2 separate regions of the Mus musculus genome follow, and region 1 is linked to region 2. Evidence: chromatin contacts called from public HiCAR-type data. All regions are on one chromosome and are shown on one strand. The core of a region is the stretch at or near the end of the contact, and the rest is flanking DNA. Distances in the headings are between cores, read along the strand shown. Region 1 overlaps Syne1 (spectrin repeat containing, nuclear envelope 1). Region 2 has its middle 35 kb from the start of Esr1.

What was found. HiCAR-type assays count read pairs that join an accessible place to other places.
Region 1: a contact with region 2 is called in a HiCAR-type map of fibro-adipogenic progenitors, with 6 times the contacts expected there. The contact joins two enhancer-like sites. A contact is called at or near these places in 4 of 115 datasets of contacts at active chromatin or transcription factors (the 230-238 cell line, bone marrow-derived macrophages, embryonic stem cells and 1 more).

What each region holds. Positions count from the first base shown.
Region 1 is chr10:5,203,322-5,210,070 of GRCm38.p6, forward strand. It overlaps Syne1 (spectrin repeat containing, nuclear envelope 1), which reads right to left. Exons shown (of 146, transcript NM_001347711.1): 86 at 6,135-6,272; 87 at 1,927-2,112; 88 at 1,634-1,756; 89 at 731-913. Among named protein-coding and RNA genes, the nearest start is that of Gm51757, 120 kb to the right of the region's middle. Within about 2 kb of position 5,205, at least 134 of the 459 cell types and tissues checked have an H3K27ac peak or open chromatin away from gene starts, as enhancers often do. A contact at or near this core is called in fibro-adipogenic progenitors, where this site is marked.
Region 2 is chr10:4,671,449-4,678,515 of GRCm38.p6, forward strand. It overlaps a transcript of Esr1 not described here. Among named protein-coding and RNA genes, the nearest start is that of Esr1, 35 kb to the right of the region's middle. Within about 2 kb of position 5,238, at least 9 of the 459 cell types and tissues checked have an H3K27ac peak or open chromatin away from gene starts, as enhancers often do. A contact at or near this core is called in fibro-adipogenic progenitors, where this site is marked.

The DNA.
Region 1 (6,749 bases), core at 3,955-6,454, 530 kb after region 2:
TATTATGTACATGTATCACACACTAAAATGCAAACCAAATTTTAAAACAATGTTGAATAACAAGACACCAGCCAAGAGTTCCAGTTCCAGATAATACTAATTAAGCATGGCCAGTAGCCTTGGGGCTCTGATGTCAAACAAATTACAAGGTAATGAGTGATCAAGGGTGGTTGATCAAATGAGCAGGCATTGTTTTAATGAGATATAACTATGTATCAATCAGGGGAATACTTCTTACAAGAAAAGATATAGTAAGTAGCATTATTTCTTCATGGGAATTATTTTTCTCTTCTTACCTCAAAAGATTAAGAGCTGTGCTTGGATGTCCTTCTTAGGCCAGAAAATACACAAATTGGATGACATATGAATGCTGTTGTGTAATACAAACTTTGCAAGCCCATATCACCAGGCTCTAGATTCTTTTCAGATACATATATGACCACATACAAAACTAATGTGTATGAATCATTCATTTAAAAAAAATCACCAAAAGATAATTTTCATTTAAAGGTAATTTTTAGAGCTCTTTCCCCGGTCCTGTGTGGATGATCCACATAATAGAGTCTTAATCTCTTGATTTTATATAAGTACAACAGACTGTCAAATTTAGCACTCTGGGTGTTTTGATGGCTGAGCCCACACAATGCTAAGAAAAGCAGCCCATGACTCATGTGCTTTTGCTCTGCCAGCGTGGGCCCCCGGGCTGAACGGGATGCACAGTTGCACCTGCCTGCATGATGTTGCACTGTTGGATGGCTGTGTGCTGCAGCTGACTGGCTTCCTCTTGCAGCCGCAGGGCAGCGTGGCACAGAGGCAAGCTGGCGACCACGTCCTCAGGGATCCGGAGAGCACTCTGGCAGAGCTGTACGGCTTGCATCTTTGGCTTCAGTGACTCCATCTCAGACAGCAGATGCTGAAAGGGGCCATGTTACAGTTTAAGCCCTTGGTAATTTTATCATGTATTACATAAACAAAGACATTTCCTGAATTGTAGCTACCAGGACAATGTGGGTCAATACAGTTTGCAAGGAAGATATATTCTAAACAACAAATCCATGTTAAGACTATCACTGGGCTTAGAAAACATGTTTCTTGGGGCTATTTTTAAAATGTAAACCCCTAGCCCCATTCATCCTAAAGTATTACATGTGCATGTCTGTGTTTGTGTGTGTGGGTAAATGCACATGTGCCTTTGAGTTCCTAATGGCAGGTGCAAAATGAGGATTGTACATATATGTATACATAAGAAGGTCAGAGGACAGCAAACACACCTACCATTATTCAACAGCTGTTTACATTTTTAATTTTAAGACATGATCTTTTGTTGGACCAGAGCTTGCCAAGTAAGCACCAGGGACCTGCCAATTTCATTCTCCTCTGCACTGAGATTTTAAGCACATGTCATCCTGACTAGTTTTGTTTTCTGATAGAGGATCTCACTATGTCAGTCTAGCTGGCCTTGAACTCACGTAGACCTGGTTGGTCTTGTCTACCTACTGTTCCCTCCTGAGGCTTGGATCGGCCACGCCCAGGTTTTTAGTGTGAGTTCTCTTGGGATCCAATGCTGAGTTTGTAAGACAACAACTGTGAAAGCTGAGCCATTCCCCAGGCCTCCCTCGGTTCCTTTGCGTACCTGCCGATGGCACAGCTGCTCCTTGAGACTACGGCGCCCGACTTCTGGAGAAGTCAGAATTGTCTGGGCTTGTTCCAAAGCCACCTGCAAGTTTCTTAGCTCGCCTTCAAACTTTTTCATGTCCTGGAGAACAAACCCCAGTGAACATCAGAACATTTAAAGTTCAAAGTCATAACCGAAGAACTGCATCATATTCAAGAAACTATCTCACCATGGGTGAGCGCTTTCTCCCCGGGACAGCACGCCAGGTTGTTTTGTTTTGTTTTGTTTTGTTGTGTTGTGTTTTGTTTTACCTTGGCTGCATCTTGGAGGTTCCTCAAACGAACTCTGATCGCCTGCCGTAACTCCTCCATCTCCCGTCCAAACTGTGTCACTTGCTGTGATAACTTTCCTGTGCAGTACACGTTGGCAAGGTGTTGCACTTTCTCAGCCATTGCTTCCAGGTCACTGTCAATTTCGCCAGATTCTTCTAACAGTGTCTAGAGTAAAGTGTTTGTATTTGTGAAACGGATATGCAGGCAGGGACGGGGGTAGGGGGAATACAGATATGTATAGAGGAGTAGAAAGACCCAATAGACTAGGAAAAGATCAAAAAGAACTATGAACATGGTACAATGTTTGGCCATCTCACCCCTATGAGTCCACTCACAGGCTACATATACATTGTCATCCTCATTACATAGACAACAAGGTCAAGTCCAGGAATCTTTATAACTTGCTAAGGCCACTTGTTCATGAGTATGGGACTTAAGGATTCCTGCTCTCTCACACCCAGGCTGCCTCGCCTTGTGGCAGGACACGGAGCTATCAGCCAGCGGTGGTGATGCTTCGGCACATTGTGTCTTGATCACATCTCTGCTTGGATCCTGCCTTTTCCCACGTTTGCACTAAAGAAGGCCTATTCAGCTCTTAGGTTATACAACTAAGATCTGAATGCTGGAAGATGCAAAGAAAAGCACAAGTTTTGCAAACAAAAACCTTTGCTTACTTATTCAAAGTAAGACAGGGAGGAAAAGGCTACTTGCAATGTTGAGGGGAGTGTAGTCCCCCCCTCATCACTCAGCCCAGTGCCTGCTGGGACTTACAGCAGTAGAACAATACAAACAGACAACAAACATATACAGACACGTGCATTGGAATATGGAGAAGAAAATGAAAGGGTAGCCACGTATTAAAGGGTAACTCAACCCAAATGTGGGACAACTTGCTGGTAGGTTGAGATAAGGGTCCTACTGGGTTCAAGAAAGATATCAGCACATTAACAGATGAGGAGGAAGGGAAAGACACTTTGTACTGAGGAGATGGTGTATGCAGGGCACAGAAGTTGGGGAGCACGGAATGTGCAGTTGGGGAGATATATGAGGAATATAAAAAACAGGGGTATGTTACTCTGTTAGATTATTTTTAGATATGAAAAGCAATTTTCTTTTCACAGTGAATGTAATATATATAAATATAAGAAAAATATCCATTTGCCTGGGTTTGCAGCCCCATGGAGGGAGCAACATTATCAACAGGCCAGACCCTCCTGAGCTCCTGGGGACTGCACCACCAACCTAAGAATACACATGGAGGGACCCATGGCTCCGGCCACATATGTGGCAGAGGATGGCCTTGTTGGACATCAGTGAGAGGAGTAGCCCTTGGGCCTGAGGAGGTTTGATGCCCCAGCATAGCAAAATGCCAGGGCAGGAAGACAGGAGTGGGTGGGTAGGGGGCACCCTCATAGAGGCAGAGGGAGGAGGGATGGAATGGGGGTTTTTGAAGGGGAGACCTGGAAAGGGGAAACGTTTGAAATGTAAATAAAGAAAAATGTCCAATTTAAAAAAAAAGAAAAAGAAAAATACTCTATTATATCACGTCCAAGGCAGGGTTGTCCAAACTCGTGACACCGTGACACAACTCTCACTGACAAATATGTTCATAGCTACCCTGGGATGTGTGTAGACTGTGGGCTACAGATTGTATATGCCTGAAAGGAAAACTGTAAGATGTCATTGCTAGTACATATGGGCATTTTTAGGAGTTAAGAGCATAATGTGTCTCCTGATTTCCCTCTTTCATTGGACATTTGAACACACGGGTTTTCTTATACTGCATTTGTCGAAGGGTAAACCCAGGCATCTGTGCTTCCTGGTGGAAACACAAGGGCGGGGACCCTCTGGGATGAGTTCCCTCCTGGACTTTGCAGCAGACAAGCAGAGCAGTCTAAGGTTGCTTGCTTGCTTTGGTTAAGGATTCAGTCAAGCCACCCAGCAGTTTGTGTCATGAACACTAATGTCAACCACACATAGAACTGTCTGATCTGGGCTGTGCTATCTCTCTCTAGTACATCCTTTGTCCCTCTTCAATGAGAGAGAGGCCTGTCCTTGTCTGCTGCAGGGTAGAAGCATCCCCCTTCTACTCCAGCAACCTGCTTTCCACTGCTGGGTCTGCTTTCTGAAACTACAATGAAAATCTTCATGACTTTTTTTTTTTTTTCTAAAGCTTACATTATGCTCCACAATGTGCAAAAATATCTTAGAAAAGCATGATCTAACATTGAAATTTTCTTTACAGTTCCATCACACTGCCATCAGTTAGCAGGTCATCGGGCTTGCTGGGTGAGCTTGATGACCCACGTCTGATCCCAGAATCCTACAGTGGGACAGAATGGACTCTCTTCCTGAAGGTTTACTCTGACTGTTACATGCATGTGTGCCTGAACTCTCATCCTCCCTCCCCCTCCCTCCCCCATCTTCTTCCTTCCCTCCTTACTTCCTCTCTCACATACAAAACAAATACATATATACATACATAAGTACATAAATAATAAAATCCTCCTACAGTTATTAATATCATTTTAAATATTTCCTACATTTTGGATTACAGCCCCAGTTAAGGAATCCAGGAAGCAAAATGAACAGGAAATAAAATGCCAGCTTATATTACTGTAATTGCTTTTCAAATGATTTTACTGAATTATCAGCAGGGTTTTTTTTTTTTTTAAGTGGTATTATCTTGACAGTTAAAATTCCCTTTATCTTTTCTGTTCTTACAACTGCATCTTCAGAGTCCTAGAAGTTAGTTGTATTGCCATTGATTACCAGCTGGTTTGTAAAGGAAGTCTGGTCTGTTGGCGTCTAAGCACACACACAGAGCAAACGATCCAGGCGTCTGAGAGGTACAGATGTCTGTGTCTGGGAGGAGTGTGTGTGACTGGGAAGAGGACAGAGATCATAGGGGCTGGAATTCGAGCCATGGAAACATTCCAGGAGGAAACAATATCCAGAACCACCTCGGGGAAAAGGAAAAAGGGAAGTTTATTTAAAAGATAAGTCCTATGGGGAAATACACCCATACAACCTAAATAAAAGCCAGCCTGTATTTTGTGGCAAGATCTGTTAGAAATGTGCATTTAAGTCAACTGTAACTTACTAGAAGGGTGAGATAATTTCCGGAGAGGATGGCCAAAATAAAAAGGAATATTTTTGTCTCCTAAGTTCAGAGGAAATGAAGTAATGTGTCCCTCTGGGGTGTGGATATAGGATCTGCTCTCAGCGCTCTGACCTTCTGAGTAAGCCACATGACTCAGCCCTGGCTGTGGCCTAGAGGAAGCAGGGCCTGCCTGGAGCATCAGCATGTACCTGGAAGTGCTGGATGTTTGCTCCCAGGCAACTGACACAGGAACACTACTGGGCATTCCCATATTACGGGTGAGAAGGCAGAACCCAGAGACAAAGTATTTTGTTCCAAGTCACAGGGTACCAGTTGGTAGAGCTTGTCTTAACCCTCCTCCTTCCAGGGTGTGATGCTTCTAATCTCTCTACGCTCCCCTGTGTCTTTTCCTATGAAAGAATTCCCTGCATCTCCCAAAGAAGGGTCTACAACAAAAGCGGCAACAATAACACACAAATCACAAGTGCCACAGGGGTAGGGAGGAATGCTTTCAGGCTCAGAGAAACACGTTTATAAGGAAAACAGAGTATATGTATGTATATATATATATATATATATATATATATATATATATATATATATATGTTTGTATACAGTCTCATGAACTGTCATCCTTAGCTACTTTTGATCAATCCAGAACAGCAAGTCAGCCTCTCTCTCTTTCTCCCTCTCTCTCTCATATATATGCATATATATATATATGTGTGTGTGTATATATATACACATATATATACATGTATGTATATATATACATATATATGTATACATGTATGTATATGTATGTATGTATGTGTGTATGTAAATATATATATGCACATACATGCCACAGTGCCTAGGGACGGATGAGAGGACAACTTGCAGGAGTCAGTTCTCTCCTTCCGCCATGTAGGACCCGGGAATCAAACTGCAGTCACCACCAGACTTGGCGGTGATTACCTACTGAGTCACCCGGATGGGGCCCGAGCATTCTTCCTATCTGGTATTTTACAAAATTGTCTGTTGGTCTAACCCAGTCAGACTGACTGTTTTTACTCTTAACTTTGTTTTTTTCCCTGAAATTTACCTGGTGCAAGATGTACTGTTCCTGGAGCTGGCTTGCTGAATTCCAGGCGATGTTTCCATGAACCAAGACTTTAGCTTTCTCGATCCATTTCCGAACAGTCTCGAGCATTTCATTGTACTCTTCCATGTGGGATAACGCCTGTAAAAGCCATTCACACTCAGATGGATGTAAATCCTGTCTTGTCAGCGGGATTGAACCCTATTCAGGTCTTTGGATCCAACCATCCCAGAGGCTGGTACTTACAACTGTGATATCAAAAGGGACCCTGGGAAGTCACTTGCCTATAGGGAATCTGTTAAGGATTTCCCAGTGACTTCAGGGTACAAATCCAAGTCCTCCGTGATATGCTTGAGTTATTTCTCTTTTCCTGGCTGTTCATTCTCATCTTACTCTTTTTATCCCTTCTATCCACGTCCCACTGGGTAAAGGAGGGACCAAGGCAGGGACACCATCATGCAAGCTCTCAGCACCCACTGTAAGTCACAACCATTAGCTCCTAAGCTGGGCCCAGTAGGAAAGTGCTGTGCCTGCCTGTTATCCCAGTCCTTGGGAGATGGAGATCAAGGCCCTCACTGGCTATACCTAGTGAGTGTGAGGTCTGCTTAGGCTATATGA
Region 2 (7,067 bases), core at 3,988-6,487:
CAGTCAGAGGACAACTTTGTAGAGTTAGTTCTCTCCTTCCATGTGTGATCTTAGGATAGATGTCAGGTAGAAACCACCACCTGCCTACAAAAGGAAAGTGAGAGTATTTTGGTTTGCTTCTCTGGATGTTATTGTTGCTGTTGTGTTTTGAGTGTTTATATCACAGGTGTCTCTGTGTCCTGACAGAGATGTTAGCTTACTGACTGACTCGGTAGTGGTGTTACCCATTGCATTAGACGGGTTAAGAACAGAGCAAGGTTCACCAGTACTGCAAAAATGTACAGACATGTCATCTTGACAGCGGGTTGTTGCTTTTTATACTAGAAGAGGAGGGCTACTAGCTGGCAGAAAGCCAAGCCAAGGAAGTTAAAAAGAGTACAGTGGCTTTTCAAGACACACAACCTTCATTAAGTCACAAATTTGGCATATATGTAGCAAAAAAAAAAAAAAGTCTCAAAGAATAGCCAGACATCAAGGTGGGAGTTTTGGGGGTCAGACAGAAGATTAAAATACACTGTGCTAAGTACAATTTAGCTTAACCTCAGGGAACCAGCATGGTCTTGGAGAGACACCGAGGCCTGGAACATTACTAGAATTTTGGCAACGGAGAAAAGGGCAGCCATGTGGATGAGAGGACAGAGGGCAAGGTCAGCAGGGCAGCACACTGACTGCTCGGAGGTGGTTGCAACACCCAACACCCTCTTGATTTGCTTTCCTGGCTGGCAAGGAAGGAATCTAAAGTCCTACTCTGTGTTCAAGACTGAGTGACTCAGGAAGGGCTTCCAACAGTCTTGCTGTGTGTAGGGCTGAGGTGGCTCCTGGAAGGTAAGAATTTCAGTACGCACACAAGGACTGTCTTGGGCAAACAGACCCAGACGGCTGGACATGGTATCGTTATGTGGGGATTTGGTGGCTGAATCGAGGGCCTGTCTGATTGGTTTTGTTTTATTTTCCTGTTGGATAACAGGTGAACATGTTACCAATGGGATATGAGAAAGGAGGAAGGGGAAGCATGGCATTTGTAGATTGAAAAATGACATATTTGGTAACAGATATGTTCGTACTGTGGAAAAGGACTTCAGACATTGAGGACCAGGAAAGGACCCAGGAGAACATACAGTAGGTTCTACAATATAAAAACCAGTGAGAGATGGCATCTATCTATCTATCTATCTATCTATCTATCTATCTATCTATCTATCTATCAATCTATCTACCTATCTATCTACTTATCTATCACTTGTCTGACTGTATGTCTATCACTTGTCTGTCTGTCTGTCTGTCTGTCTGTCTATCATTTATCTGCCTATATTTGTCTGTCTGTCTATCTATCAATTGTCTGTATATCTATTACTTGTCTGTCTGTCTGTCTATCATTTATCTGTCTATATTAGTCTATCATTTGTCTATCTATCTATCTATCTATCTATCTATCTATCTATCTATCTATCTATCTATCTATCATCTATTATTTTTCTTCTATCATCTATCTATCATATCTATCATTTATTATACCCATTTATGTATCATCTATCATCTGTTGCATATCATCTATCTTCTATTTATCTATTGATATATCATTTATCTATCATATCTATCATCATTGTATATCTTCTATCTATCTCTCTCTCTCCCTCTCTCTCTCTCTCTATCCATCCATCCATCTCTATCTATCTATGTGTCTGTATATCTATCATTTATCTATCTATCACCTTCATGATTGATGTAGCTATGATCTATAGAAGGTATCAATCTGGAGCAATAATGCTGGAAATTTATGGAAGAAATGGAACAGGAAAAATTTTAATCGAATTTCTATAAAAAGGTGTTAGCAGTTCATTAATTCTGATAGAAATGATCATGTGATTGAATTCATTAAAATTAAATTTCCTACCACTTAAAGATATTCATTAGTTACAGTGATAATCACTGAAGATGGAATTAGGTTATTTCCTCTAAAAATTGTGTTATATTAACCTATTCAAACTGCTTGCTGCATGTTTTAAAAATTAATCTTCTTTCTAGGGAATGATTGCACAAACCCGATATCTCAGCATTCGGGGGTGGAGTTAGGAGGATCAAAAGTTCAAGCTTAGCTTCAGCTACCTAGTAAGTTTGAAGTAAGCCTGGGCTATGTGAAAGCCTGTCTTAAAAGAAAACAATTAATCTTCCAGGGTATAGTGGCATATGCTTATCAACCTAGCATGCAGAGGCTAGAGGATCAAGAGTTTCAACCTTGACTGTATTATCCAATGAGGCTCTGCCCATAAAATAAGATAAGATAAGATAAAAATAAAAATAAAATAAAGGCAGGTTCATTTTGAGAGCAAAGGCTGTTTGTAGACACAGTCGCTTGAAGTGACGGTGTTAGCAAAACAAACTTTACCTATCTCTTTCTCTGACTTCAACTCAATTAGAATGTCACTGTGCAATAGAAATATGTCAGCCACATGTCATTTAGGATGTCTTGGTGACTACATTTTATAAAAGTAAAAAAAAAGAGAGATACTAATAAATTGATCTTTATAATATATTTTACTCGAAAAGCACAGTTAAAGCATCACAATTTTAACTTGTAGTCATCATAAAATGATTGAGAATATCACTTCTTTTTTGCTTTGTACTGTCAGTAATTCCGTTTCCCAAGTCAAATGCAAAGTGTTTATTAGAAATGTCTGACTTCAATGGAGATTTTTAAAGTTAGGAAATTTGAAAAAGTAAACTAAAATATTGGAATTATTAGAAGCATATCTTAGTTTTTAAGTATTGTCTTGCATAACAGCTTGAAATCTCAAATTTACTTTAATAGCAGAACCTAAAGAGTTATGTACAGAAACTTGTAGTGACTTATTCAAGGGTTGGCACAGAAGGAAACCAGGTACCCGAGTATTGTAAGCCTTGTAATTAGTGTTTAATGGAAAGAAGAACACAGCAGGTGTCTCTTCATAAGTATATACACACATATATGAATAAATATGTATGTACATATAATGTACATACATATGTAATATGTATACACACAACATATATATGCCTATATATCTGAATATATATATATATATATATATATATATATATATATATATACACATATATATGTATATATATACATGTCAGATATATATCTGGTTATCAAGTGTTATTTACATCTGAAATGTTTGCTATGGCAATTAGCAGATACAAAATTGGATAAAATCTTACAAATTCTGCTATATTGATAAGCAGTTTTGTACCTTGAGTAGCAATGCAAGACATAGTGATAGATCTCACAATAGTACTGCTCTGACCTCAGAACCGGAATGTGGTAGCCGACATCCTTTAATTATTGAACACCAATTCCAAGCTAAATTTTTATCACAGGAAAATGGTCTGTGCTCAGAAAAGGTCAAAGGTCAACATAGTCTCTTGATCATGGTTTTGATTTACTTAACAAATAAAAATTCTATGTTGGCTTTATTATTGGGTTGAAAAGTGGTCTAATCAACTAAACTATTAGGCTTAAGAATAACACAGACTTGGCCAGACAACCCATATTTTAAGCACTTGCTGGCCACAGGTGGTTGGTGTATGTGAAATGGGATAGCAAGGACATAGGATCCACTAGGTTTAAGATTTTGAAGGCAGTTTTCGTTCCTCTGGAGGCTTGCCACTTCCTCTCCCTGCCCTCCCCACCTCCCACCCTTTCCTACAGACGCTAGTTTGGTCTTTTTCCTGTAGGTGGCAGCACTTTCTTCTTGACGGTATGAGTCCTTTCTCCTTAGAGTCCTGCAGTTTTCGTAGAAAGAATTATATTCTCTAGAAAATTCTTTGGAAGCATAAGTCGGAATATTGTCAGTTCTTTCGTTGTTCTGCCCACTGCTTCAGGAAACAATCCGTTTGCCTCCTCCCCGGAGAGGTGCTCACCGCTTGCTGGGTGTAGAGCGAGGTAGAAGAGAGGTCAGGCGTTCATCCTATCCCTTAGCATTTCCGTGATCTTTCCTGGGCAACCCCTCCCTCGGAGATCAGAATGGACAGGAGGAAGCTTCAGTCTCCCATGCAGAGACAGTATTATCCTATATTTTCACTTTCCACTCGATTTTGTAACTGGGTTTTTCAGAGTTCCACATCAGACATTAAGTGAACCTAATATAATATTTTTAAAATTCGCTTCTTTGCATTTAGAAATACCCTTCCCCATCACGTTGGCGATAAGATTAAGAGACCATTACGTAAGGAATAAAGCACCAAGGAAAGAGATGGAGAAATTCAGTTGGGTTTCCCTAGGACTGGCACACATGCATGCTTACCACAAGAGTCCTGTGTGGAACCCAGCAAACTGTTTGCCGATGTCACGATTCCCTTTGACTGACAGTTTTAAATTACAGGCTCCCTTTTCGGTAATTTTTCCTCATTCTGTTCCCCCAGCACAACCTCAATGCTCTATTTGAATTTTAATCATAATTTTTCTTAGTTTAGCTTCATGCCAACATTGTACTGTACCTGATATAATGAGTTTAAAGTGCTATGCTTTTGACTCAAGGAGAAAAAAAAATCAATGTTTTCTTAATATATTCTTTAATTCTTTTAAGCTTGAGTGTACGAGATGGACTGTTAATGGCTTACAGCAGAGAGAAAAGATAGGAAAGGGGAGCCGTCCATCCAAGCTTGCACATGCCGAGAGCTCTATTAGGACTGTTACCATATATTTGCTTATATTAACTTTTACAAACCACAGAGCACTTTATAAAATGAAGAAACTGGTCTAAGAGCGAAGCCATCCTTGTCATCTTGTAAATGACAGATTTGGCAGAGAAAACTCTGCTGAAGTCCTTTGATGGTTCCTGCTTTCAGTGGCCACTCCTGACAAGGACTCATTGTCTATGAAGGCACCAGAGAACAGAAAATACGGTGTCTGATTTCCATAATCTCCCGAGAGAGCGTCATTCGAAAGGGCCATGTGTCCTTCTGCTTTCTTACCTGTGTTCATCTCCAAAATGTAGCAACCGCTCAAAAATGCACTTTCACTTTTCTCTTTATTCTTAATAATCATATTCACCTTCCCATACACACAGTGCTCAATTTTACAACTTTCTTCTCTCCATTCATCAGGGTAGGACAGCTACAGAATAAAGGACTCTATAAACCTCAGCTTAAGACCAAGTTTATTCTTCTGTCATAGAAATTCTAGTGCAAACATTCCCCACCTGCTTTCCCAAGTGACTCTTTATACTGGGTGACTCAGGGGACCACACCCCTCATCTGGACTTAGTTTATGTCTTGGACCATTTGGACTGTCATGGGAAGGCTGTGAACGTCTTCCCAGAGTGGTGTTCCTAACTGAAGAAGAAGACCAGGATATAATGTTAATTTCAAATTAGTGGTAAGTAAATATATTTCAAGGAAGGATCATCAAGTATGCGTGATTTGAAAGACAAGCAAGGGAGAGACAGCTCCTGGACACATTCTTTTAACTGGACAAATTCCAGTTAAAAGTTAGGAAGAATGAAGACAGTTTTTTTCCTTATCCAAAGTTCATGAGACTCCCTGAACTGTACAGGCCCAAAAGTCCGGTTATTGATTATACAGTGACTAAAACTTTCTTACAAAGGCCTCAACTGGATCTTATACAAGGAGTCAAATGATAAGCCCTGTGGGACAATCGACTTTTTTTTATTAGATATTTTCTTTTTTTTTTTTAAATTAGGTATTTTCCTCATTTACATTTTCAATGCTATCCCAAAGGTCCCCCATATTAGATATTTTCTTTTTTTTTGTTTTTTTGTTTTGTTTTGTTTTTTTGTTTTTTGTTTTTTGTTTTTTTTTTGTTTTTTTCCGAGACAGGCTTTCTCTGTGTAGCCCTGGCTGTCCTGGAACTCACTTTTGTAGACCAGGCTGGCCTTGAACTCAGAGATTTGCCAGCCCCTGCCTCCTGAGTGCTGGGATTAAAGGTGTGCACCACCATGCCCGGCTCTAGATATTTTCTTTATTTTCATTCTATCAGATAGAAACACAAGAATTTTAGTTGTAAAAAGAAGTAAGGAAAAATTAAGCTCTTGCCAAATCCTATCCTCTTCACAGTTATCTCTTGAAGACCTTTAATGTGGATTTTGCCTGATTTCTTTGTATGGAGTTGTTTTATAGTTTTCAATACAGTGTATCACTTATTATGCTTTTAAAAATATTACATTTTAATTTATTGATGTTGCGTGTGCATTGCACGCATCAGAAGACAACTTGCAAGGGTCGGTTTTCTCATTCCACCATGTGGCAACTTTGGGGCCTTGGACTTGGGTCCTCATTCCTGGCAGCAGGTGTCTTAACTCACCAAGTAGCCATATTGTCAACCCTGAGTTACATTTCTCAACTTTTGATTACCTTATATATCCTTTTAAGTGTATCTCCTCAGCATTAATTCAGTGCAATGACATACAGTGTACATGTAATCACTGGAACTTATTCAAGTCGTTGTTTTGTTTTGTTTTGTTTTGTTTTAAATAACACATAGGTTAGGTCTTCACTTCCTCTGCAAAGACTCTGCCTGCATTTTGCTTTTAGGAGATTCCTAGAGCAAAGATTCCTGGGTCTAAAACTGTGCATACCACCAGCACACAGTGGGTAGTAGATAGACGCTTGTGTGTGTATTATCACTATTTCCTATTTCCATGATGCCTTTGCCAGGTTGTGGTGGTCGACACATACCAATCCCCACCATTTTAAACAGTGGCACTCCAGCTTTATGTATTACGTTTGGATCTTGCCAAGCCTATATATGGAAGATAGCAGAGGGAGCCTATGTTTTGAAGTTACAGTTTCATGATGTAGTCTTGGTTCTCAGAGAACCGATGGTCCTATTTAATTTACACAGCCTTCTTAAGCACCAGCCCAGTGGAGGAACATTTGCAGAGTAAGAAACGGAAATAAATGCAGTCTTTCACTCTGCCACCCCATGACTTTCACAGGAAGAATTCTTTCAGCACAAGTAAGCTTAAGGTTAAGTTTATTTGCAAATGGGAAATCCTTCTTCTTGGTAATCTTAAAGACTGGTTAGTATACTCAGTGCTCTCCCCAAAGCTTGTACCACCCCCTTC